Linked DNA regions of Sus scrofa: regions 1 and 2 are each linked to region 3. A link is a contact called in public Hi-C data. All regions are on one chromosome and are shown on one strand. The core of a region is the stretch at or near the end of the contact, and the rest is flanking DNA. Distances in the headings are between cores, read along the strand shown. Region 1 holds the start of SLC22A4 (solute carrier family 22 member 4). Region 2 overlaps P4HA2 (prolyl 4-hydroxylase subunit alpha-2). Region 3 holds the start of SLC22A5 (solute carrier family 22 member 5).

Region 1 (3,511 bases), core at 613-3,112, 65 kb after region 3:
TTTAAAAGCAGCCAATCTAATGGGTATGAGGTGGTATCTCATTGCGGTTTTGATTTACATTCCATAATGATGAGTGATGCTGAGCATCTTCTCATTTGCTTGTATTCTCTTTGATAAACAAGGAAGCTGAGGCTTTGAGCAGTGATGTAACCTGCTCAAGTCAGCCAGTGCTTAGGGGTGGGGTCAGAACTGGCCCACCCCTCTGACTCCAGAACACCTCCTTGTGCCACCACTTCTCTGAGGTGATCACCCACCCTACTCACTTTCATACTTCTCTCCTTCCTCCCAAACATCACTGCCCCTTTGCCTTTTATTTTGCTCCCAACACCCAAAAATGAAACAAGGAAGGGAAAGGCCGCTGAAAACCACATATGTGTGAGTGTGTGATGATGTGCACGCCCAGAGGTGTCCGCAGGCCCCTGTGAGCAGGGCATAACAGGAGAGCTATGGATCTGTAAGCTAGGAGCTGCTCACCCCTCACACCCTGAGGTGAATAAAACCAGTGAGGAAGGGGAAAGAGACTGGCCAATGCTGCTGTCAAGGAGGGCTGCAGCCAGTAGGGCCAGCTCCAATTCAGATGCTGAGGACACTTCCGGGAACTGAGGTAGGTTGAGCTGGCACATCGTTTTAGACATCCCAGGACAAGGCTGTGGGCAGAGGGTGGGCAAGCATGATGATCAAAGCCATAGAAGCAGGCCACCTCAGGGCCCATGGTAGGCATGGTGCCAATGCTGGGGGGATCTAGAGGTGCACTGGCTCCTGAAACTTAGAAATCCTGCCACCAAACCACCTAGGATGTTAAGGGGCTAAAAGCATAGCTGGAATTCCTGACCACCACTGGGCCCTATGCTCTTAGGGTCTCTGTGAATCACTCTTCATGAGTGCCCTGGGGCTAGGGTTGTGCCTCTTCTAGTTCCCTGTACTCCCCCAGTATCAAGAGGCCTTCTGCTCCTTTTCAGAGACACTGGAGCCTCAGGATAGGACCCAAGCCTCACCATAGCTGTATGACAGAGCAGGAGGCCCCCAGATGCTTTCAGAGGTCTACAGCCAGGGAACACACCAGATCTGCCCATGCTCTGCCCAGCAGCAAGGCTCTTGTGTCTGCACATGGGCTCAGCAGCCTCCCCCACATCCCTTCTTATGTTTGTGGCAGGAACTTGATTCAGACTGTACATCTGGGGAGCCTAGGCCTGGCAGTATCTAGGTTCTTGGGAAACAACTTGGTCTTTGGTGAAACTGCCAAAGGAAAAGGCAGTTGACAGCTGCCTCCTTTCCCCTTCCCCTCTGTACTAGACATACTGATCAGGAATGAGTCTGAGTTCTACTATCCGGGGTTTCACACCTGTTTTAGAAGTATAACCCAGGTGACTGTTAGCCAGGTTTAATGAGGAGTTGGAGACGCTGACCCAGGAACTGCTAAGGTGTCTGCAGGGGGTTGGATGCAGATGAAGGGTCGCTCGCACACCCACCTCGGTCACGATGGTGGACAAATAGACGTCCTGGCTGAACTCCCAGCCATCCAGGCAGTCCTCCTGCTCCAGCTGCTCCAGGTCCACGTCGCGCCCCGGCTCCAGCCCGAGCGCCGACAAGTTGACAATCGTCTCGAGCCGGTAGCGACGGCAGCTGTGAGGCACCTCGCGGCCGTCCTGCAGCCGCAGCGGGAGACTGTGGTTGCGCCAAGCGCTGCTCAGGTTCGCGGTGTCTGGCACTCGGCAGTGGTGCTCCGGGGTCCCCGCCAGGAACACGACTGACATCCCGTTGAAGCCGTTGGGGATGATGCTGGCGCTGAGCAAGAAGAAGATGAGGCGCTGGAAGGGCCCCCACTTGCCCAGGAAGGCGGTCACCTCGTCGTAGTCCCGCATGCTCTTTCTGCCGCTGCTCTGCAGGTGGCAATAAGGGGTAATAAAGAGCGTTGCTCGGACAGTGTTGCGCGGTCGGTCGAGGGCGTTCCCCGAGGGCGTCAGAATGTTCTCGCGGGCCAGGCACGCTGAGGGAAAGTGGGGCGCGGGGCCGGGACAGATCCCGGGAAACGGGGAGCCGGCGTTAGAAGACTCCCTGGAGCTGGACGCAAAGCTGAAGCCTTGCAGAAACTCAGGACCACACCCCCACCCCGGCCGGGGCGGGGCAGGGCGGGGCGGTGGGGCGGGATGGGGTGGGGCTTTGGGTGGCCACGCCCATGCTCCAACCCCCGCCCCCGGCGACCCCGCGGTACATCCCACTGAGGGTGGAAGGTCAGCCCCGCCGCCAGCTATCGGAGAGGGGGTCCGGCTCCTGAGCCCCCAGCGCCGCTTGTGCACCCTCAATGCTGAGCGCGCCGCCTTCGGCCGCCAGGTTGGGTCTTACAGGGGAGAGCAGGCGAGGGCCAAGAGCCGAGGCCGGAGAGCAAGGTCTTTGAGAGGAACGGCCTCGGCCTTCTCTGTCGGCTTTGCGTGAGGCCTCGGCCGGGGGTAGGAGGTCTTCAACCCGGAGTCTGAGGTCAGTGGGCCTCGGGCGGGGTGCAGACGGGCGAGTCCGTGGGATCCGGGCTCCCGGGAAAGTTCTGCGGGCGCAAGGGTGACAGGAGCACGCCCCCTCCTTTGACCCACCGCCGCGCAAGTGGCCGGCACCAGAGGACCCACGAGGAGCTGTTTCCACCCCCACCCCCATCCTAGGTCTGGAGATTCAGTCACCTGCTGGCGGCGCCTGAAGAAGAGTCCCGAGGACAGCCAGGAGCCTCACCTTGGAAAGGGGGAACAGGCTCAGAGCCCAGAAGGGATGAACAAGGCCACACTGCGTCAGTGATAAGCTGTGACCAAGAGGAGCTGGGCGCAGGGACGACCAGGTTGCCCCAGAATCCTGTTGAGGCCTCTGGAGAAGATTCTACAGGGAGCTTGGCCCCTTGTGAGAGCACGGTAATGGAGGCCCATCTGTTACCACTCCTGGGCTCTGATTTTGATCCCGTAGGGCTTTTCATTGGGGCTGGCTGCTAGAGTCTTTTTGGACTGGATGGCCTCTGGTTTGCCAAAGGGAACACCCCCAGTCCAGGAGCAGAGGGAGGGAGGAAGGAAAGAGGAGAAGGTTCACTTTGCTGCCCAACTCTGGCAGGGCAACCAGAACAGGGACCAGCCTGCTAGTGTCCAGGCCTAAGGCCCCTCTGCTTTTGGGTGAATTAGCCTGGGCCTGCACTGGGAATCCTGGGGTTCCTGAGGCAGAAGGAATTGATGGACTGAAGGGCCTACCTCTTTGGAGATTTTGCACAAGTGTTTGCTTCTCCCGGCCCTGGTTAAGAGGCAGGAGACTTTTTCTGCCTCATTTTTTGTAGTCTCCAGTTTTAGGCTGGCTTCCCACCCCCTTGGAACTCAGTTTCTTTACATATAATAAGACCATATGCCCAGATGTGCCAGGACAGCTCTGATATGCCTATTAGTGCGGTGGAATTATTAATAGTGCTTCCCTTTACTTTCAGAAGTATCCTTCTTTGAACAGTGTTTCATGTCATTGTCTTACTTAGCTTGGATTTCTTCCTTCCCCC
Region 2 (3,924 bases), core at 286-2,785, 120 kb after region 3:
GACTGTCCTGAGGCTACGTAGGTCCCTGAGCCAGGCTCTGGGGTGTAGATTGCAGGCAACTTCCCCTAAGTCCATTTCCTCCCTCTGGTCCATCTTTTCCTGGAACTCCCCATTGGTTGAACCCAATCAAAAGTCACAGAGCTGGGGCAGTTTGTGTTGTGGTGCAGTGGAAACGAGTCTAACTGGGATGTGGGTTTGATCCCTGGCATCTCAGTGGATCAGGAATCCAGTATTGCTGTGAGCTGTGGTGTAGGCGCAGGCTCGGCTCAGATCCCACATGGCTGTTGCTGTGGTGTAGGCTGGCAGTTGTAGCTCTGATTTGAGCCCTAGCCTGGGAACTTCCATATGCTGTGGATACGACCCCAAAAAGCAAAAAAAAAAAAAAGATGGAGCAGGAGCACCTGTTGGTGGCATCCATACAGGTCAGCACAGGGGCACAGAGCCGGGGAAGGGAGAGAGACAGGGATCTGAAGGAGCAAGCAGAGGCTGTCCAACATGGATGTCATTTGCCAAGTGTTAGGCTACGCTTGGTACAAGGAAAGTGCTGCATCCATTAGCCGCCCTGTTACAGAAGCAGCTCAGAACATCACAGGCATGTGGGTGAGGACTGCGCAATCCCTCTCCTCTTGTTCCTCTCCTCAAAGGGCTCATCTCAACTGAAGCCATGATATTCTAGGTATATTCAGAGTCCTGTCAGTGGCCTCCCCCATCTTCTTCTTCTCATTGTTTTTTTTTTTTTTTTTGTCTTTTTAGGGCTACACCCACAGCATACGGGGGTTCCCAGACTGGTCAAATCAGAGCTGCAGCAGCTGCCTACAGCCACAGCCACAGCAACACAGGATCCAAGCTGCATCTGCAATCTACACCACAGCTCACGGCAATGCTGGCTCCTTAGCCCACTGAGCAAGGCCAGGGATCAAACCTGTATCCTTAGGGATGCTAGTCAGATTCGTTTCTGCTGAGCCGCGACCAGAACTCCCACCCTCATCTCCTTATACAAATTCACTGCACTACTAGCCCTTAGTTTTTCTTCAGGTCTGATGGCTCCTATGGCCTGAGGCTCTTCCAAAGCTACAATAAGTTTAACTGGCTGTTGGCAGTTCCTGTTGTGGTTCAGTGATAATGAACTCCACTAGTACCCATGAGGAGGTGAGTTCGATCCAGGGCCTCTCTTAGTGGGTTAAGGATCTGTTGCTGTGAATTGTGGTGTAGGTAGCAGATGTAGTAGCTAGGATCCCGTGTTGCTGTGGCTGTGGCCAGACACTGTAGCTCCAATCCGATCCCTGGTCTAGGAACTTCCATGTGCCGGGAGTGAGGCCCTAAAAAGGAAAACAAAAACAAAAACAAAAAGGTAACTGGCTTTAGAGGGCCCTGGTCACCCACCGCTGAGTAAAGGGTTTGGGATCCTCCTAACAAACTCCCTGCCTTTCCTACCACTAGAGGTCCCAGTACTGGAGTCATTCCCTTAGGGCCTGGAAAACATCTCCATCTGCCCAGTTGCTGTGTTTACACAGCTCTAGGCAAAGGTCCCAGCTAAACCTTGGCAGATTGGAGGGGTAGGGCTGAGGAGTATTTTGAGCAAAGCTGGTATTGCTCCTTAAACAGAGTGGCCCACGGTGGGCTCCATGCGCCCTCTGCTGGCCATCCTTATTTTTGCAGCTACAACTCTCTGGGCAGGACCAGAACAGCAGAATTTGCCCACAAAATTTTGAGACGCCATGAGCCTTGGCCCAGAGACATAGATGGCTACTGGGGTGGAATGAAGAGGAAATCCAAGGACTTGATGAGGGCTTTGGGTCAGCCTGGCCTAGAGATGTTGAGTGGCTTTTGGGGTGAGAGAGTAAAGCTCACCTTCAAGACTAGAGACACACGATAGTGTCCGATGGCTCAGACCCTGTAGGAAAGCCATCTCTCCACCTTTACCACATGGATCACTCCCTCTTCAGCCAGGGAGATGCTCTTCCCAAGCCATCCTTGCTCCCCTTGGGGGTGTGATTCCTGCAGATGATGGAGGTGGACATCTTTCTGATTCCAAGCCTCAGCTGGCTGGTTCATGGTCAGGGATAAAGTCAGATTCTGGTTAAAAGTTAACATCACGTTGTGAGACAGAGTCAAGGTTAAGGGAAGAACCAGAGAACAGAGCACAGAACCTCCTCCTCCTCACATGAGAAGCCAGGTCCCACAAGCTTGTGCATGCATATCCCTGTGTGCACATGTGCGAGTGCACGTGGGCCTGTGTGTCACGTGGGTAAGGATGCTCCCACCGAAGCCCCTGGCCAAGTCATTCTGTCTTTGAGCACTAGAGGCACAGGGGTCATCAAGCTTCTCAAAGGTTTAAGCGAATGTCAGAGACAGGAACAAAATGTAGAAAACCACAGAAACTATGTACACACACACTAAACACTAGCATATGTAACTTTGTCATGGAAACTAGTTCACTGCCTCTCGGCCATATTCTTACTGGGTCGGTATAAAATGTGCTTATGTGTGATGCAGGTGTACTGGAGGATGTTTGATGTGGTGTGGGGTAGTCAGGGCCTCCAGAGGAATGGGCACCCTGGTGTCCTGGTGGTGGGTCAGAGTCCTGGGCTGTGTCCCTCAGGGCAGAGGACTGGGCTCACCAGCAAGTTCAGATGATGGCGTCGACTCGAGGGACTGGGGTAGAGTCAGAGCCATAACCAGAGCTGATACAGGCAGGACCGTTGAAGGCAGGAGAGAGCCTTCAGGAGCGGTGGAGATCCTTGAGGCCTCATCCACATGTGGAACTCAGACTCCTGTGGTTATGGGGCGGTAGATGTACTAAATCATAAGGCAATTTTGTTCAAATTAGCAAAGAATAAAATTTTTGGGGGGGGGCGGCACACCCTGGGCATGCAGAAGTTCCCCGTCCAGGGATGGAACCTGCACCACAGCAGCAACCTGAGCCACAGCAGTGACAACACCAGATCCTTAATCCACTAGGCCATCAGGGAACTCCATGAATACCCGTTTTTAATTCACTTTATTTCCATCTAATGGTAAGCAGTAATGAATATGCAAATCTACAATGTCTGTGATGTGGAGCCCCAGGACAGAATTTGCACAATTTGACTGGGGTAGGGTTACTCAAGTGTGGATTAACTGACACTAGTCTCACTCCAGCAAATATATAAGGTGCCTTAGAAACAGACATCACGATAGCAGAAGTGCATTTATTTGAAAATAGAAGAGGGAGGGGAAGGGTGGTGGTGTTAGCGAGTTAGTGCCTAGACTGTCATTAACTGGATGGTTACTTTAGAGTGGAAGGTGGAGCCCCGAGACCGAGGAAACCAGACCCTGTGATTAAGAGTCCATGTCAGTCTGAAACCCCAGAGGGTGCTGGTGTGTTCTCTAGGGTAATCAACTCGCTCCCTGTTTTGTGTTTTTCTGGGGGCCGCCCCTGCTTTCCTTTAGCTGGGTCTGCTCTAAGGCAACAGGGCTGAGGGAGCCAAGGGCGAAAAGAGTTCTTCCTGGATGTGAAGTAGGACCTCATCTTGAAGAAGGAGCTCAGAATGGGGAGCAGAACATTTAAAAATTTTTTGTTGAAGAGATATGGAGTTCCCGTCATGGCACAGTGGTTAACGAATCTGACCAGGAACCATGAGGTTGTGGGTTCGATCCCTGGCCTTGCTCAGTGGGTTAAGGATCTGGCGTTGCTGTGAGCTGTGGTGTAGCTCGAAGACGCAGCTTGGATTCCGAGTTGCTGTGGCTGTGGTGTAGGCCAGCGACTACAGCTCCTATTAGACCCTAACCTGGGAACCTTCATTTGCCACCGGAGCGGCACTAGAAAAGGCAGAAAGACAAAAAATACTACTACTAATAATTTTTTTGTTGAAGAAATAAATAAGTGGGAGTTCCCATCATGGCTCAGTAGTTAACGAACCCTACTATTATCCATGACGACAC
Region 3 (3,647 bases), core at 1,064-3,563:
GAATTTTCAGAAATCCCTTAGCCATGGATTATGGCTTCCCCTCTGTGGTTTCTATCTGCAATCTGAGGGACAGCCTGTGCTTTCACAGCTCTGACTTCCAACACAGTGATAGATGTGCTTGTGAGGCTAGGTCGGAGGATTTGTGATGACTGGAATTTTTTTTTTTTTTTTTGCAGAAGGGTCATGCTCGGGATATGCAGAAGTTCCCAGGCTAGGTATTGAACTGGCATCACAGCAGTGACAAGGCTGGATCTTTAACTACTAGGCCACCAGGTAACTCTGACGATGGGAAGTTTGAGTACTCCATGCCCTCTTTGGCCACAAATCATGGTCAGCTAGCTCTAATGAGTGCCTCTTTTCTCAAGTAGCAATGCCTCAAGACACTTGAGTGATGTCCTTCGCTGAGAGAGCCCAGTGAGGCTCCTGTCATGCTCGTACTACATATATGTGGAGTAAGGGGGCACAGATGCTGGGGACAGCAAAAGTCAAATATACAAAATCACCCCACAGGCGCGCGCGCGTGTCTCTTGGGGGCAGTGCTCAGACTCCTTTGAAGGGTGACAACCCCCAGAAGCAACACACACAGGGTTTCCATAACTCATGTAAGCCACTCTGAGGCTCAAGCAGGGACATGTACATCCTTCCCTTCAGCCCCCTCCCTGTGAACTCTGCCCTCCTGCCAGGTTGTTTCTTGCTGTTCCAGACTTTGCGTCTGATGAGCTAAACATCAAAGACTCACTGAGACGTCTCCTCCTCCAAGAAGCCTTCCCTAAGCCTCAACTCCCTGATCCTGGCACTCAGTGAACTTGGGCACCCCAGAGCCTATCTAGGAGGACCCTTTTCAGTGACCTGCTTGCTCAATTCTGCTGAAACTGCAGGGAGTTAGAGGGCCAGTGTCTGAGTAAGATGCAAAGCTTATCTACATGCATCCATAAACCTCAGGTCATACATCCAGCTCTAATAACTGCAAGGTCACCAGGGGATAAACAAGGTCACCCAAAAGGAAAATCCAAGGAGCTGGGGAATGAGAAAGGTTTTCCCTCTGCTTCTATGAACTAAAGTTGTTATGCTTTAACTTAATCAGCCCAATGACTTTTCCTTAAAATATCCAAAACATTCCAGGTCAAGGTGTCCCCCTGAATGGATCTTTAGATGCAGGAATTCTAAAAAACTAATGATTAACTATGAACAAAAGGTAAACAGTTCCCTGGGTAAGGACCAGTCATTTTGGGGTGAAGGTGGGTGGGGAAGGAGTAACTGGAGAAAGGAGCAAGAGACAGTTTTATAGACATGCTTCCTTTAACTTTACAAGTTCAAGAAAGTAAAGGGGTGGGTATTTCCTCTCTTTCTGAGCAGATGCTAAGAGGCTGGAGGAAAAAACGGTGTCAGCTCCTTGGCCCAAGCTCTAGCTCTGGTCTTCAGCATTCCCACACCCATCTAGAGTAAGTCTTTAACTACTTAAAACCTTGGAGTATCTACCAGGAGTCGCCAGGGCCTTCTTGGCTTCCTCGTCAAGGTAGCCAACACGATGGGTGGCCAGCACGGACATCCGTGCTGCGACGGCCAAGATCTGGCTGGAAGTGACCGTGCAAAGTGCTCCCGAGTCACCTGGCTGGAGGATGCCCATCACCAGTGTGTAGTAAGTCTGTGGAGAGGGAGTGACAGCGCACACCTTGGCGGGTGGAGTGTGCGACCTTAAAGACTGCGAAGGTCCTCTCTACTCCCCGGTCCCAGGCTCCCGCACGGGGCTGGTACCCACCTCAGTCACGATGGTGGACAAGTAGATGTCCTGGCTGAACTCCCACCCATTCAGGCAGCCCTCTTGTTCCACCTGCTCTAGGTCCACGTCGCGCCCAGGCTCCAGCCCTAGAGCCGAGAAGTTGACAATCGTCTCGAGCCGGTAGCGACGGCAGCTGTGAGGCACCTCGCGGCCGTCCTGCAGCCGCAGCGGGAGACTGTGGTTGCGCCAAGCGCTGCTCAGGTTCGCGGTGTCTGGCACTCGGCAGCGGTGCTCCGGGGTCGCAGTGAGGAAAACGGCAGACAGGCCGTTGAAGCCGTTGGGGATGATGCTGGCGCTGAGCAAGAAGAAGATGAGGCGCTGGAAGGGCCCCCACTCGCCCAGGAAGGCGGTCATCTCGTCGTAGTCCCGCATGCCGCCCTCCGCTGCCCGTGGCGCGCGGCCCTGGGTCAGAAGACGCGGCGGCGCGCAGGGGCGGGGCTAGGTGTGCGCGTGCGCGTCGGGTCCCCACAGGGAAGCCTTCCTGAGGGACCGCTCGCAGACTGAGCAGGCTCTTGAGCTCCCGCCGCCACCGCGGCCTCACGGGAGAGACCGGCCTTACATAGACAGCGAGGCTGGGGCGGGCTCTGGGCCTAAGCTGCCAATCCCGCCGAGCCCAACGGCGGGGCGGGGCCACACGTGACGACGGTGGGCGGGCCCGGGCCGCCCGCCGCGCGCACAGTCTCGGGCCGAGCCGCGGTCCCGGCGTGGACGGGTCAGGGCAGACCCTAGTAGGCCCGGAGTTACAGCCGAAGGAGCTTTGGCTCCGCTGAGGGAGGCAGCAAGACCTGGGGCCTGGGAGGCGTCTGAGACCCAGCTCGTTGGCCCAGCCCGGAGCCGGGCAAGAGCCAGAGTGGGCCAGGCGGCGGAAGGCTGGAGTAGTACAAATTCCGCCCGCCCCCTACCCCTCTTAACGGAGGTCTGAAGGCGGACTGGGACTAGCCCACGGTCGCACTGCTAGTTTACTGCCTTTGACACCGCTCATCTTGGTAAGAGTGAGAAGGGTTATGTTGAAACCGGAACCGTTAATTACTCGCATGGAGAGACTGGAAGCAATGACTAACCCAAATGCCCTTTCCATTTTGGTCGCGAACAAGCCCTTTTGTTGTCCTTTAACCTGTTCAAACCAATGTAAAATTTTAACTTCAGGATTATTGACGATCCCAGCCTAGGATTAAGTGTTTCCCTTAGATTAGTTATTTCTGCACAGAGTTAAGAGTTGAAGGGTTATGGGGGGAAAAAAAGCAACTAGGTGATTCTCAAACTTCACTGTCCCATAGAATATAAAGTGTTTTAGTGGTCATATTAGTAAAGGTGCCGCGTTTAGTAAACCAAAGTATAAGACAACTAGTGAAAATTTGAATTTCTGATAAACAACGGATTATTTTATAGTGATAAAATATATGCAGGGAACATACGAAGTTCAAATGTATTGTGTAGGGCAGCCCTACATAATAAAGTCAAAAGAAATGAATGAAATTAATTTTAATATGTTAATTTATATGTTCATAACATTATTATTTCGTCATGTAATCTAGAAATTACTGAAATGTTTTATATTCTTACGTTAATAAACCATCGATCTTATATTTAGAGAATTTTCATACTAAATCTTAAGAATCCACTGTGTATTTTATAGCACATTTCAATTCAGATTAGCCATACTTTAAGAGCTTAGTGGCCACATGTAGCTTGTGAGCTCTCTTATTGGACAACACTGTTCCAAGGCCTTTAAGAATTAGGGTTGCTAAATTTAACATTGAAGGATTTTCCTTTTTATAGTAAGAGTGGCTCCTTTTTATAATAATAGTCTTCTAAATGTACACTTTTAAGTGTAATCTGTTAGGTAAACTAATATTTTCACTTTGAA

What was found. Hi-C and Micro-C count contacts between places; a contact is called where the count stands out from the background.
Region 1: a Hi-C map of liver shows a contact between it and region 3, with 5 times the contacts expected there. The contact joins the promoter of SLC22A4 here to the promoter of SLC22A5 in region 3. A contact is called at or near these places in 3 of 47 Hi-C or Micro-C datasets (blood, liver and omental adipose tissue).
Region 2: a contact with region 3 is called in a Hi-C map of embryonic fibroblasts, with 2.5 times the contacts expected there. The contact joins the enhancer-like site here to the promoter of SLC22A5 in region 3. A contact is called at or near these places in 2 of 5 promoter capture datasets (fetal liver and fetal skeletal muscle), 1 of 47 Hi-C or Micro-C datasets (embryonic fibroblasts) and 2 of 2 datasets of contacts at active chromatin or transcription factors (alveolar macrophages and skeletal muscle).

Annotation. Positions count from the first base shown.
Region 1 is chr2:134,594,137-134,597,647 of Sscrofa11.1, reverse strand. It overlaps SLC22A4 (solute carrier family 22 member 4), which reads right to left and starts at 1,862. Exons shown (of 10, transcript NM_001145752.1): 1 at 1,470-1,862. The coding sequence starts at 1,862. P4HA2 (prolyl 4-hydroxylase subunit alpha-2) reads left to right here and starts at 2,204. Exons shown (of 18, transcript XM_021085438.1): 1 at 2,204-2,331; 2 at 2,652-2,891.
Region 2 is chr2:134,541,107-134,545,030 of Sscrofa11.1, reverse strand. The region is part of intron 3 of P4HA2 (prolyl 4-hydroxylase subunit alpha-2); the gene reads left to right. Among named protein-coding and RNA genes, the nearest start is that of PDLIM4, 13 kb to the left of the region's middle. Within about 2 kb of position 1,535, at least 36 of the 83 cell types and tissues checked have an H3K27ac peak or open chromatin away from gene starts, as enhancers often do. A contact at or near this core is called in embryonic fibroblasts, where this site is marked.
Region 3 is chr2:134,659,462-134,663,108 of Sscrofa11.1, reverse strand. SLC22A5 (solute carrier family 22 member 5) reads right to left here and starts at 2,313. Exons shown (of 14, transcript XM_021085423.1): 1 at 1,760-2,313. The coding sequence starts at 2,152. It overlaps LOC102157444 (a long non-coding RNA gene), which reads left to right and starts at 2,450. Exons shown (of 4, transcript XR_001307200.2): 1 at 2,450-2,766.